5 separate regions of the Mus musculus genome follow, and all the other regions are linked to region 1. Evidence: chromatin contacts called from public Hi-C and HiChIP or PLAC-seq data. All regions are on one chromosome and are shown on one strand. The core of a region is the stretch at or near the end of the contact, and the rest is flanking DNA. Distances in the headings are between cores, read along the strand shown.

Region 1 (2,700 bases), core at 41-2,540:
GCAGCCATCTTACTGCACAGTCATTTGTCTTCCTCCCTGTACTTCGGTTGCCCGTGGGACTGCATCAGTCATCGGCAACAGGCGGCATCCGGGATTAGTTATCGTTTCATGTATTTGTTCCGTGGTAGGATCCTGGAGTGCAGAGGTCATGTCTCATTCATCTCGTGTCCCCCTTAGCACTTTGCCTGCTGTTCGGGGGGCCTAGCCAGATAGTCCATAAATCTGCTGACAGATTGAACGACTGATTTATATGCTGCTAGAGTCAGAGGTAGATGGAATCTTGATTCGACTACAAAACTACAGAGGAAAAGACCTGTGTTCACCACATCATTTCTGAGAGATTGCAGATCTTCTCTGGACTAAATAATGTTGCTGGGGTCAAGATAAATACCTTCTGTGCAGCCCAGACTCGCTACTGGTGTCATTTCTATTTCTAAGGGATTGAGCGAAGGCCCAAGGAATGTTGGTCTTAGCTGCCCAGCCCCCTGAGGAGATCATATCTTCTGACTCAGGCTCTGTAAAGGAGAACAGGTGCAGAGGTGGGGGAAAGCAATCCCCACAAGCATGGCGGGATGAGGGAACAGGTGTCAGTCTTCAGAGGCTGTGCCCCAGGCAAAGAGCCAGAGCCCTAGGGACCTGCCACTGACTCTGTGCTGTTCCTAGATTTTAATAGTTTTTGTTTGCAGCCCTCGATTAGTTTTGGGAATCCCTGTCTACTTTCTGAAACCCCTGTATAATTCCCCCCATAACCCAGCACACACAATATGGAGAGCAAAGAGGACAAGGGATCAAAGTTAGATCACTTACTGTGCTCAAACACCCTCCAGGAAAGGCTGTCTTGGGTCAGAAGACTCAGTGACTAATTTTGCAAATACCTTGCAAACCATTCGAACCAGGTGATTTGCTCCTTTGTGGCTCATGCCCACACACAGCTTTCAAAGAGGGAGGCCCAGTCTTTCAGAGGCTTCTAGCCTCACCAGTCACCAAATGTCACATTAATGAGGGGGAAGGGTAAGAAAGAGTTGTTGGGAACAGAAGAGTAAGACAGAAGGTGGTAATTGGAGCAGAGAAGGAAGGACCCAGACCCGGGGCCAGTAAGAGGTCAAAAAGAGGGCACGAGAAAGGAGTGTAGCCAAATACAAGTCAGCACAAGCCACCAGTGTCTCGGCCTCCACGATGGCAGCCGGAGGGCGAGGAGGCGGGTCTTGGTTTGAGGCCCCGCCTTATGCCGCGCCCTTCCTCGGATGACCCCGCCCCACTAAGAGGCGCCCAGGCCCCGCCTCCGAGCTCAGAGGCTCCTCCCTGCACTCCGATCCCGGAAGCGAGCTCTGCTCCGCCTCTTCCGAGCTGGGTCGCGACCTTGAGGCCGGGAATCGAGTTTCCAAACGTGCGGGGGCCTTCGCCGGCTCTGCTGCCCCCTTTCTCTCCATGGCAGCGGCCCGGAACCTGCGCACCGCGCTCATATTCGGAGGCTTCATCTCCATGGTCGGCGCCGCCTTCTATCCCATCTACTTCCGGCCCCTTATGCGGCTGGAGGAATACCGTGAGTGACCTCTGACCCCGCGCAGTGGCTGCTCCCAGCGCTACCCCGAAGCCCTTAAGCCCCTACCCTATCTGTTCAAGGAGTGCTGAGGAAGGATGTGGACTTGGGAGTGAGGCTACCCGGGTTCCAGGCTCGCCCAGTGCAGCCCGGTGACCACGGACAAGGGGCCCCACCTCTGACCTTCAATGTTGAGGCTCTACATATCTTTTGCAGGATCAGCAACAAAACTGTGAGCATCTTAGGGGTCACAGAGGTGATGTGTATGAAAGCAGCCTACACACAGCAGGTCAACACTAACACTAGTTCACACACAGTATATACTGATATACTGAAGATTTAATGTTTTGGGTTAAGCATATACCGAGTCGTTGAATTTGCACGGGCTTCCCTTGGGGTAGATGCTACCCATTTTACAGATGGAGGTCACACAGCTAGTAAGTGGTGAGGGAAATGTTCCAACCCAGGCGTCTGTCCGCAGAGCCCCGCTCCATCCACCCAGGCTGAGATGGTGCTATAGTGGAGAGCTTTGATCATTCTGAGTTGAAAGGTGTTTTTATGGTGCATCATTGCCAATCCCTAAGATGTCTTGGAGCGGAAATATTTCAAAGCTAAACTGTTAACCTGGGTTCTGAGTTTTTCCTCAAATCGTTTTTTTTTTTTTTAGATTCTGCTGGTTTCCTTCATTTTTAAGCTGGCTGCTCACATGACAATGGCGAGTGTCCGGGGAGTCATTTTCCTCCTTAATCATTCAGGTCCTATCATTCTAAAAGCCACACTCCTTCCTGGAGACCTATACCTCAGCAAGGATTAGCACTTTGATACATCTGAAACCATCTGTCAGCGAGGAGAGATGAGGCATTAGAGGATCATTTTGTTCTCCAGGAAACCTGAATCATCTTGAAGATGGAAGAGGGCCAGCCCAGCCCCCGGGGAATATTAGCTGAGGCTGAAGCTTGGCGATTTCAAGCCTCATGTAAATGTTCTGACCATCTCCAGCGCCATAACACTTGGTTTCTGGAGGCAAAGCATTTTAAAGTACACACATGAATCCCCTGACAGCTTCTTTTCATCAGCTCAGACTAAGATGGTCTCTGTGCTTCCTGCCTTCAAGCCTTCCTGCATGCGCCACGTGTGGAAGGAATGTGGGCTTGTGTAAG
Region 2 (2,700 bases), core at 17-2,516, 400 kb before region 1:
CATGCCATATAATAGATTTTTCTTAGTTTTAGTAGGGATAACTATTGAGAGGCAGCTGAATGGAAATATTCCTACTTTGTATTTTTTTGTTTTTTATTTCTATATTGTTGATATACTAGAAATTTAACCCTAGATTTCCCACATGCTAAGAAGGTACTCTACCATGGTGCTATATTCCAGTGTTTTTGCTTTTATTTTTCTTTTCCTATTTGTTGAGACAGGGTCTCACTGTGTACCTTTGGCTAGCCTGGAACTCCCGAGGTAGACTAGGCTGGCCTTGAATTCATAGGACTCTGCCTGCCTCTGCCTCCTGAGTGCTGTCTTTAAAGGCCTGTGCCACCACACGCAGCCCTCCAGCCCTCTTTTTATTTAAGACAGTCTTACCAAGTTGCCCAGGCTGGTCTTGAACTCATTCTGTAGCCAGTAGCTTGTGATCCTCTGGCCTCACGGGTTTCCAGATGGCTGGGTTACAGGCCTGTGTGCTAGGTTCGGCCTGCAGACTTGACTTTGTTGCTTTGGTTTAACAATTAAAGAAAAAGGATCCCCAACAATGGGGTGGCTTTGTTCCATTTTCAGATGCATCGTTAGCTTTGGTTAGTAGTGGAATTCAGTTTAGATCTGTATTTAGTGTTCTCCAGATTTAGGCTCCGTTGTTCATTTTGAGAGTATATGCCTGTCCTAAGAGGTAACTTCAGTTGAAAAGGAATTCAAACCTTAACTAGTGTGACTTTCTATGTGTTTGGCATCACAGTATTTTACAAACTGTCTTATCACAGCTGTTTTGTGGTGGCTGCTAGGATTCTATTGAGAATGAGTGTGGCTAGAAGAGCCTCCTGATACTGCAGGCAGGAGAGATCCTTCTAACTGCTGGTTGTTGTCCGTAGGCTTGACGAGCAGGGCAGCATTATCCCCACACGCACCATGCACTTTGAGAAACACTGGAGGCTGCTAGAAAGCATGAGAGCGCAGTATGTTGCTGGGAACGGCCTTCGAAAAGTGTCCTGTGTGGTGAGTATTACAGACCGTGCAGGATGTGACCGTGCTCCCTGGCAGGCGTCCAAGGCCTTTCTTTGTGTCATTTTATGATTCATAGTTTCTGCTAATTATAAGCATGGAGTAGCCTCAACTGTATTAGTTTCTTATTCTGACAAAGCTTACTAAATAGGTAAAAATAACTCTGGATTTTGCTAATCTTATAAATTGTTTTACTTAGAGGTTATTTTACAGAAAGTGAAAGCTGAGCTGTGAGTGGCTTTGTGATAAATGATCAGGAACTCCTGTGAAGCCATCCTTTAATTTAAGCTTCTGATTTTAATTCCTCAATATGTGATGTGTTTGTTAAGCCGTGCATTTAAACAGTATTCCTCTGTCCTTGTTTTCGTTAGTTAAGTTCAAACCTCCGGCATGTGAGGGTGTTTGAAATGGACATCGATGATGAGTGGGAGATTGACGAGTCTTCAGACGATGAGGAGGAGGCTGGCGGGAAGCCTGTGAAGATCAAGGAGGAAGTGTTGTCAGAGTCAGAGACAGAGGCTCACCAAGACGCTGCTGCCCTAGACCCGGACGTAGTCATCAAAGTGGAGAAACTTGACCCTGAGTTGGACTCGTGACCCAGCTTGACAGCATTGTGTTAGTTAATGTGGCAAAAAGACGTAGTGGATGGACTAAGAATGTATCGGTCACACTGAGTTGTCTGTGTATCAAAGAAATAAATGGTAAATTTTATTTTTTCATACTCTGTTCCATCCTTGTGGAGGAGTGTCACTGTGGCAGACCCCTTTCTTGCTGGGGTTTTTTCCTCATATTGTGCAGAGCCAATGTTTAAAGAAAACAAACACAGCTTTGATCTGAAGAGCCAGGCAAGCCATTCCTGTCAAAAGGGATTCTCCTTATTCCTGTTGCAGGAGCGGTACACTTGAATAGAGGACACACGCTTGTGATTCAGCACTTTGGAACCTCGGGGAGGAGGCTGGCAAAGTTCAAGGCGAGCCTGAACTAAGTTTAAATAGCTATTTGGGTGCATTTCGGGTACTTTTTAAAAATACTTAAATAATTACTTGTCTCAGTGTGTGTATGTGTGTCCTAGCTTTGTAGTTTTATTTCCTTCCAATCGTAGTCTTGAAAATTTTATACTCATCACATGCTAAAATATTCCATCTTTTAAAATCAGAATAGTTGAGTAAATCCAAAGGGACACCATGAAGTATTACCTTGGGTCTATGGTTACATATAAAAAGCTGAGTTTATGTATGTGAGCTAATCTAGTAGTTTTGTACTTTGGGGGATGTCCAGTTAGTCACCATGCTAAGTACTTATTGTTAAAAGATGCTGTAGCTAGAATTGGATGTCATGAGTTCACTAGGAGATAGTCCGTTTCAGTGGCACAGTTTGACGTTGTGACCATCATCTATAGCCTTGCCATCAACCGGCCTCTTGTTTTGATTGTCTGCCGTGTCGGGGTTTTTGTTTTTGTTTTTGGAGGGGGTGGGGGTTAGTTCTTACAGAGCACCAGAAACTAGTGCACAGGATTATACTTCTGGGGTCATAAAATCTTACAGTGTGGTAGCAAAGAAGGTATAAAATCAGAAATGACCTCACGAGGAATATGTAGTCCAGGAACGATTTTTGGTTGGTTGGTTGGTTGGTTGGTTGGTTTGATTTGGCTTTTTAAATTTTGTTTTGTTTTTCCAGACTGGGTTT
Region 3 (2,700 bases), core at 71-2,570, 300 kb after region 1:
AAATACTGATCCCTGAAACAAAACCAAAAACATACCTTTGCCCTGTTTTCTATTCACTGTTCACCGCTGTAATGTAAGTAAGCCCTCTTTGGGGGGGGGGGGGGGAATGCAAAAATGAAGTTTAACCCACAATTGAGTCTTACATCCTGTGGTCTTGGAATTTTAAAATTTCATTCAAAACACACATTATAAACAAACTCTCCCAAATGACCATCTCGAGAGGAATGTGGCAGAAATCCAGAAACAATTGTAATATTTGGACCAAGCATGAGCATAAATAGCCAGTGTGTGTTTTCATGAGGGGGATTATGGCTTGTTTCACAAACCCTACAGGGGATTTGTAGATGGGCAGAGCTCAATTCCATGTCGGTTGAGTGTCTCCAGAAGAAAACAATCCCTTGACAGTCAGTGAAGATGAGCTATTAAAAAGGCTCTCTTTGTTTGTTGGAAGCAGTGGTGTGTGTGTATGTGTGTGTATGTGCATGGGTGTGTGTGTGTGAAATTCACGCCAGGAGCCTTTCACACGCTAGGTGAACACCCTACCACTGAACCCCAGCCCCAGCCCCCAAATATCTTTTTAAACTACTCCTATCTGTTGACTACGAACATTGGAAGGAAACTTTCTGGCCTATAAATAAATGCCTATAACCTCAAGCTCAAAGTTGTATCCGGGGCACCTGATCTTTAGTCTAACGGTGGAGACCGATTCAAGGTGAGCGGGTGCTAGAGAAAGGAACACAAGCAATCTTATGTCTTTTTGTCAGGAATATCCAACCAGTGGAGTCAGTGAGATGCCACCAGGCAGTATCCAGGGGGTGGATGATTTAAAGGAGGATGGAGTCCAGTTGTGCTGCAGGGTCAAACTTCAAAGAGATAAGGTAGGATGGGGAAGCTGTAGAGAGCCTCCTAGTGTGTGCACTAGCCTATGCGAATAGTTCATCTCTCTCCCAGAAAAGTGGCAGTACTTTAACACACACACACACACACACACACACACACACACACACACACACACACGTTGGCATGAGAGTGAAGAACAATTAAGTCAGAGAGTCATTTCAAAATAGTTCTTGGCTCCTTACCTCTGCAGCAAAGTTTAACATGAAGACACCTTGTTATTTCTCCTTTTAGTCCTCAGTAAATTTTAATGGTCTACAAATCCATTATTTCTTCAAAATTTGTTTAGGAGAACAGCCTTATCTAGAGATCTACCATGAATCTCATGCCTATTTTTTTAATAGCACCAACACTCAGAATAGCTCTACAGGAACTGGCAGGATCACCTACTCTAATGAGTAGACCTTCCCACCTCCATGATGTTTCAGTTTCGATTTTAACACACGATTCTGAGAAGCCTGGGTGAACTAATATAGTATCGTAGGCCGCTGGGTTTTAATCATCGTGAAGTGAAAATGCATCGCCTCTCTGGGAGGGACAAAGGAAAGTAGAGGTTCTTCTTAGGAACCCTGTGAAGCTTGCCAGGCCCAAGCAGGAAACATCGAGCAGCTTCTCAGAAGACAGAGCCAAGACCACGTTAGAATTATCTGGTACCCATCAGCATCATGGGCTGATAATTATCTCTGAGGGTTAGTTAGCATGGTCGATGTGTGATCTGCAAGGCAAAAGTGGGGCCTCGGGACTCTCGAGTTTGTACTTCAGAGTGAAGCGGTTATGTCCAAGTTCCTTCACATACCCAACTCCTTGTGCCACGCTTAAGTCCCTTTTAAAGTCGATTCGACAATGCAAAAGCAGGGTTGGGCAAACAGTGGAGGTGGTACAAACAGGTTTGGGCTCAGGGAGAAGATAACCATCTTTAGCATCTGTTTCTGTCCTTCCCTCTTCCTGCTACCCCTTGTCTCTTCTCTGAAGTCCTGGAGCTTGAGCCCAGGACCTCATGCCATACCAAGGAGCCAGCTCTGCGCAGAGCCGTTAGACATCGCCAGCCTTGATTTTTATCTGCATCTGACCTGGGGTATCCCAGGATAAATCAGTTGAATTTTGGATTCGCATTTCACCTCTCAATAGGGATAAAAAGCACCCGATGCTTGCAGAGCCCAGGGCGTATGCACATTCACTCAAAGGAGTCTGTAATACCAAAGCTAATGATTGGTATCAAGACACACTGCACTTCTTACTTTTCCCATGTAGCTTTCACCAAGGAACAGTAGAAAGAGCCAAACCTATAAACTCTGAAAGAGTGTACTATCAACCGAGTGCTGGAGTTTATCAAGTGAACTCCAAATTGAGGGTTATTGTTTTCTGCTCAGGTGTCTGACAACCTTCCTATTGGAGTGCAGACTTAAAGTACTTTGATCATCTTTTTTTGTTTTTTGTTTTGTTTTGTTTTTTTGTTTTTGTTTTTTCGAGACAGGGTTTCTCTGTGTAGCCCTGGCTGTCCTGGAACTCACTTTGTAGACTAGGCTGGTCTCGAACTGCCTGCCTCTGCCTCCCGAGTGCTGGGATTAAAGGTGTGTGCAACCATGCCCGGCTTACTTTGATCATCTTAACTGAGTCAAATTCACTAGTAGGTAAAAGAAAGTTTTATTATGAGGCCAGCTGGCCTGTGTGAAGTGACGTTCCCTTTTTCCCCTAGCATCTGTCACTCCTGCTTAATTTCTTACATGGCTTTATCATCACTGAAAATCCCTTACATATGTCATAGATTGTTCTTGGTGTCCTGGAACTTTGTAGACCTGTAAT
Region 4 (2,700 bases), core at 22-2,521, 400 kb after region 1:
CTGAGTGGTCAGAAACTGAGTGTTTGCTCAGCTCCAGACAGGCCAGTGGGAGGTGTCAGGGAGAAGAGTGGAGCAGTGCCTGGATAAGGGTTGGCTCAGGTACAGCCCTTCATCTAACCTTTGTTGATAGCCTCACTTCTCCGTGCCTCTTTAAACCTTTAGTTTCACAAGTGACTGGGAAAAGTATAGTTTAAATAAGTCAAAGATTTGAGGGTGACAGAAAACTTTGAGTGGACCCAGTCCTGAGGTAAAGAATTTGGCCCTGCATGCATTTCTTCTAGGCTCCGCCCAGCAGTTACCTACCATCAGCCAGGTGTGAGCCTGGCTTGCAAAAGGACTGTTCGCCTTCCCTGTCTTCTCTTTTCTTCTTCCCCCTCCGCCTTCCTCTTCTTCCTCTCCTCTCTCTCCTCTTCCTCCTCCACTCCGTCTCTCTGCCCTCCCTCCATGTTCCTGCCTGGCTCCCACCCACCCTTTCTCTCTCTCTTTCTGTGCTCTGTCCCCTCGCTTTCTCTGCCTCCACTCAATTCTCACCCCCCTTCTCGTGCCCCAAATAAACTTCATTTTATACTAGACCAGGCGTATGGCTGGTACTGGGGGCGGGATCCTCAGCATGCCCCCCCCCCCCCCCCCCGATAAGATGCCACCTCATTACAAAACACCAGAAGGATCGAGAAATGAACAGGTCTCTCTCTCTCTCTCTCTCTCTCTCTCTCTCTCTCTCTCTCTCTCTCTCTTATATTTAAAACCTTACATTCCATTAATTTTTTTCCACCTTAACAAAATAACGAAATCATTTTTTTTTTTCGTTACCCATCCCTCCCCCTCCCCCCGAGTCAGGGTTCTCTGTGTAGCCCTGGCTATCCTGGAACTAACTGTAGAACAGGCTGGCCTCGAACTCAGAAATCTGCCTGCCTCTGCCTCCCAAGTGCTGGGATTAAAGGCGATCGCCACCACTGCCCGTCAAAATCTTTTTCCTCAGTGATCTTGGTTGGGAAGTAAGGTTCCGCGATTGACTGAAGAATGATGCCCCAGTCTTAAATAGTATGTAAATGCAAAGAGTGTTTTTAATCTGCAGAAGTCCAGCATGCTGGGGTCTCCCATTACCAAGATAAAGAGGCATCCTCACCCCCCAAGTGAGCTTGCAGGCCCAGTTTATAGCACATTAGGGGAATTCTGTGGAAGGCAGGCTTTGTCTACTTTATCTCTAGGCATTCCGAAACCATTACCAGGGCGTGGTGACTGCAAGCTGTTTCTGAGGAATCCCGGGGTTGGTGGGCTTTGTCTTACTTCAACTCTAAGGACATTCCATTCCCCTGGTGTGGAGGCTGGAAACTGCTGGCCCTTTGTCCTTGCTGAAGGTCAGGTGATGGGGCAGTTTCTGATTAGCAGTCTGGAGCCAGGGTTTTTAGGGCTGGAATCAGCCTAGCTTTCTCAGAGGTTTGATCGACAAGAAACAGGGCTCACCTGGAGCAGCAGAGCACTGTCCCGAGGATTAGGCTTGCTGGGGGCTCCAGATGCTGTCCCCCTCAAGCCCCTGAGCAGCACCTGGAACCAGGAGCATGTCCTTCTAATTTGAATAAGGGAAAGAGATGTCTTAGTACCTTCTGGCTGGCCAGCTAGTCCCAGGAAGCCCTCTTGTCTCTGCCTCCCCAGTACTAAGATTGTAGCCATGTGCCCAAGACTACATATTTGCTTGTTCATTCATTCATGTATTCATTTATTCATTTTTCTTTTTGTGTGAGTGGTGGGATTGAGTCAGGTCCTCGTGGTTGTGTGGTTAACACTTTATTAGCTAATCCACCTCCCCCAACCCTAGCGTCTTTTCATCCTATCATCGGAGAGAACCACTGCCTCATGAGGCTGGAGGCTCCCCAAGACCTCTGACAATTCCTAATTTCTGCTTGCAACCCAACCTCACCTTGCCAGGGCAAGTTGCCCTCTAGGTTTACGCTCATTCCAAAGTTCTGCTGTGTTGGGATGGAAACCTGGATCCCAAGGAGAGTCATCAAATCCCCGTACAGGGCTGGACTCGAGCACAGCTTCTGAAGTGACACCAGTTTACAGGGTGATGGAGTCCAGGCGGGGTCTTCTTGCTCTGTGTGGACTCTCATGTGACTCTCTGCTGCCTCCCTGTGGTCAGTAGTGGGGAAGGTCGTCCATGTGCTGTGCTAACCCAGTTTCAGAACTGGAGTGTCACAAACCATCACAGATCCTACTTTTGAGTGTGAAATGGACAGGTTAGGCACAGAGAACAGATGTTTGGACCCACCTGCCTTATAATGATAGTTATACTGGATATATATCTATATATCAATATCTATATGCATATATATATGTATGTATATATATATATATATATATATATATATATGTATATATATATATATGTATATGTCTTACCTGAAGACTCACCTGAGGGTTTCTGGGCTTCACTCCCACAGTATCTGAATCAGGAAGGCTGTGTTGGGCTTAAGAAGTGACATTTTATAGACGTTCCAGGTGGTGGTGATGCTGACCCAAGATCCCCCCCCCCCCCCACACACACACACCTCCACCCTTGTCTTGTGTCTCAGGGGACTGGCCCGTGTCACCATCTCTAAAGTCTCTCAGTTGTGCTTTGGCACTCTCCCTCTCACAAGAAAATACCTACAATGTGTGTAAGGGGCTTGCCATTGAAATGGTTCTTTTCCTTTCAAAGGT
Region 5 (2,700 bases), core at 124-2,623, 360 kb before region 1:
TATTTTCAGCATGCTAACAACCCAGACTTCACTGTGTTCTAGGCTTCTTGTTGCCTGCCGGGGTCAGTTCCTTCTTCAAAGGCTGCCCAGGAACCACTTGAGCTTTGGTGACGGCACTTTTTAAAAGTATGTTTAAGAGTTATAGCGGGGCTGGTGAGATGGCTCAGTGGGTAAGAGCACCCGACTGCTCTTCCGAAGGTCCGGAGTTCAAATCCCAGCAACCACATGGTGGCTCACAACCATCCGTAACGAGATCTGACTCCTTCTTCTGGAGTGTCTGAAGACAGCTACAATGTACTTACATATAATAAATAAATAAATAAATAAATAAATAAATAAATCTAAAAAAAAAAATTTAAAAAAAAAAAAAAAGAGTTATAGCAAGGAGTCAGGCACAGTGCCATGTGCATTTAATCCCAGCATTCAGAAGGCAGAGACAGGCAGATCTCTGAACTCAAGGCTACCCTGGTCTATAGGGTGAGCTCTAGGATAGCCAGGTGGTATACTGGCTAGTTTTGTGTCAACTTGACACAGGCTGGAGTTATCACAGAGAAAGGAGCTTCAGTTGAGAAAATGCCTCCATGAGATCCAGATGTAAGGCATTTTCTCAATTAGTGATCAAGGGGAGAAGGCCCATTATGGGTGGTGCCATCTCTGGGCTGGTAGTCCTGGGTTCTTTAAGAAAGCAAGTTGAGCAAGCCAGGGGAAGCAAACCAGTAAGTAACATACCTCCATGGCCTCTGCATCAGCTCCTGCTTCCTGACCTGCTTGAGTTCCAGTCCTGGCTTCCTTAAGTGATGAACAGCAATGTGGAAATGTAAGCTGAACAAACCCTTTCCTCCCCAACTTGCTTCTTGGTCATGATGTTTTATGCAGGAATAGAAACCCTAACTAAGACACCAGGGCTGCCCAGAAAAAAAATCCTGTCCAAAACTAAACCAAACCAAAAACCATTAAACAGCAACAAAACCAAACAATAATAGCAATAACAACAAAACCCCCAGCGTGCACTCCCCACCTCCCAACAAGGGAACAATGAGAAGTCTGAGCATTTATCAAAAAAGGAACAAGAGTATCTTCAAGAACACAGTTGCAGAGTTGGGATGTGGGATCTGAATGAAAAAATGAGGATATGACTCATATGTTCCGAGATATGGTTGAGAAGATTTGCTGTAGATATGAACAGAGCCGGCCGAGAGAGGAGTGAGAGGAGGGGAGAGTGACAGAAAACAGAGCGGGCAAGTAAGTGGTCCCGGGGTGATCTAGGAAGGGAGACAGCCAGCAAGAGATCAGGATCAGGAGGGTGCATAGCCAAAATGTCCGAGTTACACAAAGAATAGACTACGAAGGGGCGGGGGTGGGGTGAGGGACCGGAAGCCCAGCCCCAGGAGAGGGAGGCTTAGCAGAGGGGGCGGGGTGAGATGTGCTGGGAGGAGCCACAGGTACTGAGAGAAACTTGCCCGCGTTTCTTTGAGACTTAATGGCACCTACTGGGCTCAGAACTGAATTAAACTGACGCTTGTTCTGTAAGCGGGAATGTCAGTCACACTGTGCTTGTGTGTGTCTCTGCAAGCACCGGTCATGGACTCCACCTGTCACAGACTCGAGGTGGCTTCCAGCGCTTCCCAGAGATAAAGCAGAACTCCCTTTGCATTTACAGGCCGCCATCCCTTGGAATCCACAGGGGTTGCCCAAGGTCTACAGTCTGAAAGTCACAGTTGAAGGGCAAATCCAGGTCTCTTGACTTTCATCCTTGCCTTCTGGACAAATTTAAATGTCATTGCTATTATTATTAACATCGACTCATAGCAGCAGCATATTGTAATGCTGCCGTTGTCTCCTGCTCTGCGCTTCACATCATTGACTATTTTAAATTCACAGCCTTTTACAATAGTTACAGCTCAGGATTTCCAGAACGAACAGCAAGGGCTCTTGCTTATGTATTACGGACTAAAAATTCAGACTTTTCACTTTTTCGACTATCGAGAAACTGTATTAAAAATAACTGCCCCGTGTACGTTTGTCAAGCTTTAACTACATTTCACAACCCTGGGTTGGTAACGTGTCTATGTAAGAAAGGAACAATATTGATCTGCAGGAAGGGATGTAGAGAAGGAAGGAGACCCGTGGCCACCATGCAGGGACACAGCTCATCATGAGGTGGGCTGAGTGGGGCATGGCACAGAGGGTCTTAAATCTGGCTTGGGTAAGGGGAGATGGACTTCAATTTAGCCCTGAGGGATGGAAAAAGCAGATGGAAGGAGGTAAGACAAGTAGGAACTGGTGATGAGGTAGAAACTCCCGAGGACATTCTAAAGAGAGGGATGACATGAGCAAGCACCCCGTGTCATCGCCATCTTTGTATCTTAGGCCCCACCCAGCCCCACTCTATACATTGAGGCTAGGATGGGTAGTCCTTGAATGGATGGATCATCAAATGCTCATTTGTGTGGGCACCTCGAGTTCTGTCTTTTGTTGGACTGGGGCTATGTGTGTGCTTGGCCGGCCTAGAGACACATAAGGTCCTTTGTGCGATTTGGAACCCAGACAGGAAGGGCGTGGCCCAGCTTCTTCATCTGAATATTAATATTAATTGACATCTGAATGTTGAAGACAATTGCTGCAGAACCAGTCCCAGGTGTCTCAGGAAGCCTGGGGTGGGTCGGGGAGGTGGGTGGGTGTGGTGGCATTGGTGCCTTT

The links. Hi-C and Micro-C count contacts between places; a contact is called where the count stands out from the background. HiChIP or PLAC-seq counts read pairs in DNA pulled down with a chosen protein or histone mark.
Region 2: a contact with region 1 is called in an H3K4me3 HiChIP or PLAC-seq map of bone marrow-derived macrophages, with 4 times the contacts expected there. The contact joins the enhancer-like site here to the promoter of Smim20 in region 1. A contact is called at or near these places in 7 of 39 promoter capture datasets (the 3T3-L1 cell line, 3T3-L1-derived adipocytes, embryonic stem cells and 2 more), 8 of 484 Hi-C or Micro-C datasets (the G1E-ER4 cell line, the N1E-115 cell line, adipose-derived mesenchymal stem cells and 5 more), 4 of 115 datasets of contacts at active chromatin or transcription factors (bone marrow-derived macrophages, extraembryonic endoderm stem cells, intestinal crypt epithelium and 1 more) and 2 of 9 other capture datasets (adipose tissue and liver).
Region 3: a Hi-C map of effector CD8 T cells shows a contact between it and region 1, with 4 times the contacts expected there. The contact joins the enhancer-like site here to the promoter of Smim20 in region 1. A contact is called at or near these places in 5 of 39 promoter capture datasets (the 3T3-L1 cell line, embryonic stem cells, hippocampal neurons and 1 more), 1 of 484 Hi-C or Micro-C datasets (effector CD8 T cells), 4 of 115 datasets of contacts at active chromatin or transcription factors (embryonic stem cells, memory CD8 T cells and trophoblast stem cells) and 2 of 9 other capture datasets (adipose tissue and liver).
Region 4: a contact with region 1 is called in an H3K27ac HiChIP or PLAC-seq map of embryonic stem cells, with 4 times the contacts expected there. The contact joins the enhancer-like site here to the promoter of Smim20 in region 1. A contact is called at or near these places in 13 of 39 promoter capture datasets (the 3T3-L1 cell line, the C10 cell line, cranial neural crest and 6 more), 1 of 15 datasets of contacts at CTCF or cohesin (the NIH/3T3 cell line), 10 of 484 Hi-C or Micro-C datasets (the HL-1 cell line, Th1 cells, adipose-derived mesenchymal stem cells and 6 more), 15 of 115 datasets of contacts at active chromatin or transcription factors (the 230-238 cell line, acute myeloid leukemia, astrocytes and 7 more) and 4 of 9 other capture datasets (adipose tissue, embryonic stem cells, liver and 1 more).
Region 5: an H3K4me3 HiChIP or PLAC-seq map of bone marrow-derived macrophages shows a contact between it and region 1, with 4 times the contacts expected there. The contact joins the enhancer-like site here to the promoter of Smim20 in region 1. A contact is called at or near these places in 1 of 39 promoter capture datasets (the 3T3-L1 cell line), 2 of 484 Hi-C or Micro-C datasets (liver and nephron progenitors) and 3 of 115 datasets of contacts at active chromatin or transcription factors (bone marrow-derived macrophages, extraembryonic endoderm stem cells and stem cell-derived neural progenitor cells).

Annotation. Positions count from the first base shown.
Region 1 is chr5:53,265,816-53,268,515 of GRCm38.p6, forward strand. Smim20 (small integral membrane protein 20) reads left to right here and starts at 1,291. Exons shown (of 3, transcript NM_001145433.1): 1 at 1,291-1,543. The coding sequence starts at 1,429. Gm40303 (a long non-coding RNA gene) reads right to left here and starts at 1,312. Exons shown (of 2, transcript XR_868423.2): 1 at 1-1,312.
Region 2 is chr5:52,865,010-52,867,709 of GRCm38.p6, forward strand. It overlaps Anapc4 (anaphase promoting complex subunit 4), which reads left to right. Exons shown (of 28, transcript NM_024213.2): 27 at 885-1,008; 28 at 1,386-1,725. The coding sequence ends at 1,610. Among named protein-coding and RNA genes, the nearest start is that of Gm30241, 18 kb to the right of the region's middle. Within about 2 kb of position 1,267, at least 86 of the 459 cell types and tissues checked have an H3K27ac peak or open chromatin away from gene starts, as enhancers often do. A contact at or near this core is called in the N1E-115 cell line, adipose tissue, bone marrow-derived macrophages and 1 more, where this site is marked.
Region 3 is chr5:53,565,336-53,568,035 of GRCm38.p6, forward strand. It overlaps a transcript of Rbpj not described here. Among named protein-coding and RNA genes, the nearest start is that of Gm40304, 20 kb to the left of the region's middle. Within about 2 kb of position 1,321, at least 70 of the 459 cell types and tissues checked have an H3K27ac peak or open chromatin away from gene starts, as enhancers often do. A contact at or near this core is called in effector CD8 T cells and memory CD8 T cells, where this site is marked.
Region 4 is chr5:53,670,435-53,673,134 of GRCm38.p6, forward strand. No RefSeq gene overlaps it. Among named protein-coding and RNA genes, the nearest start is that of Cckar, 36 kb to the right of the region's middle. Within about 2 kb of position 1,272, at least 28 of the 459 cell types and tissues checked have an H3K27ac peak or open chromatin away from gene starts, as enhancers often do. A contact at or near this core is called in embryonic stem cells, stem cell-derived epiblast-like cells and trophoblast stem cells, where this site is marked.
Region 5 is chr5:52,909,113-52,911,812 of GRCm38.p6, forward strand. No RefSeq gene overlaps it. Among named protein-coding and RNA genes, the nearest start is that of Gm30241, 26 kb to the left of the region's middle. Within about 2 kb of position 1,374, at least 71 of the 459 cell types and tissues checked have an H3K27ac peak or open chromatin away from gene starts, as enhancers often do. A contact at or near this core is called in bone marrow-derived macrophages, where this site is marked.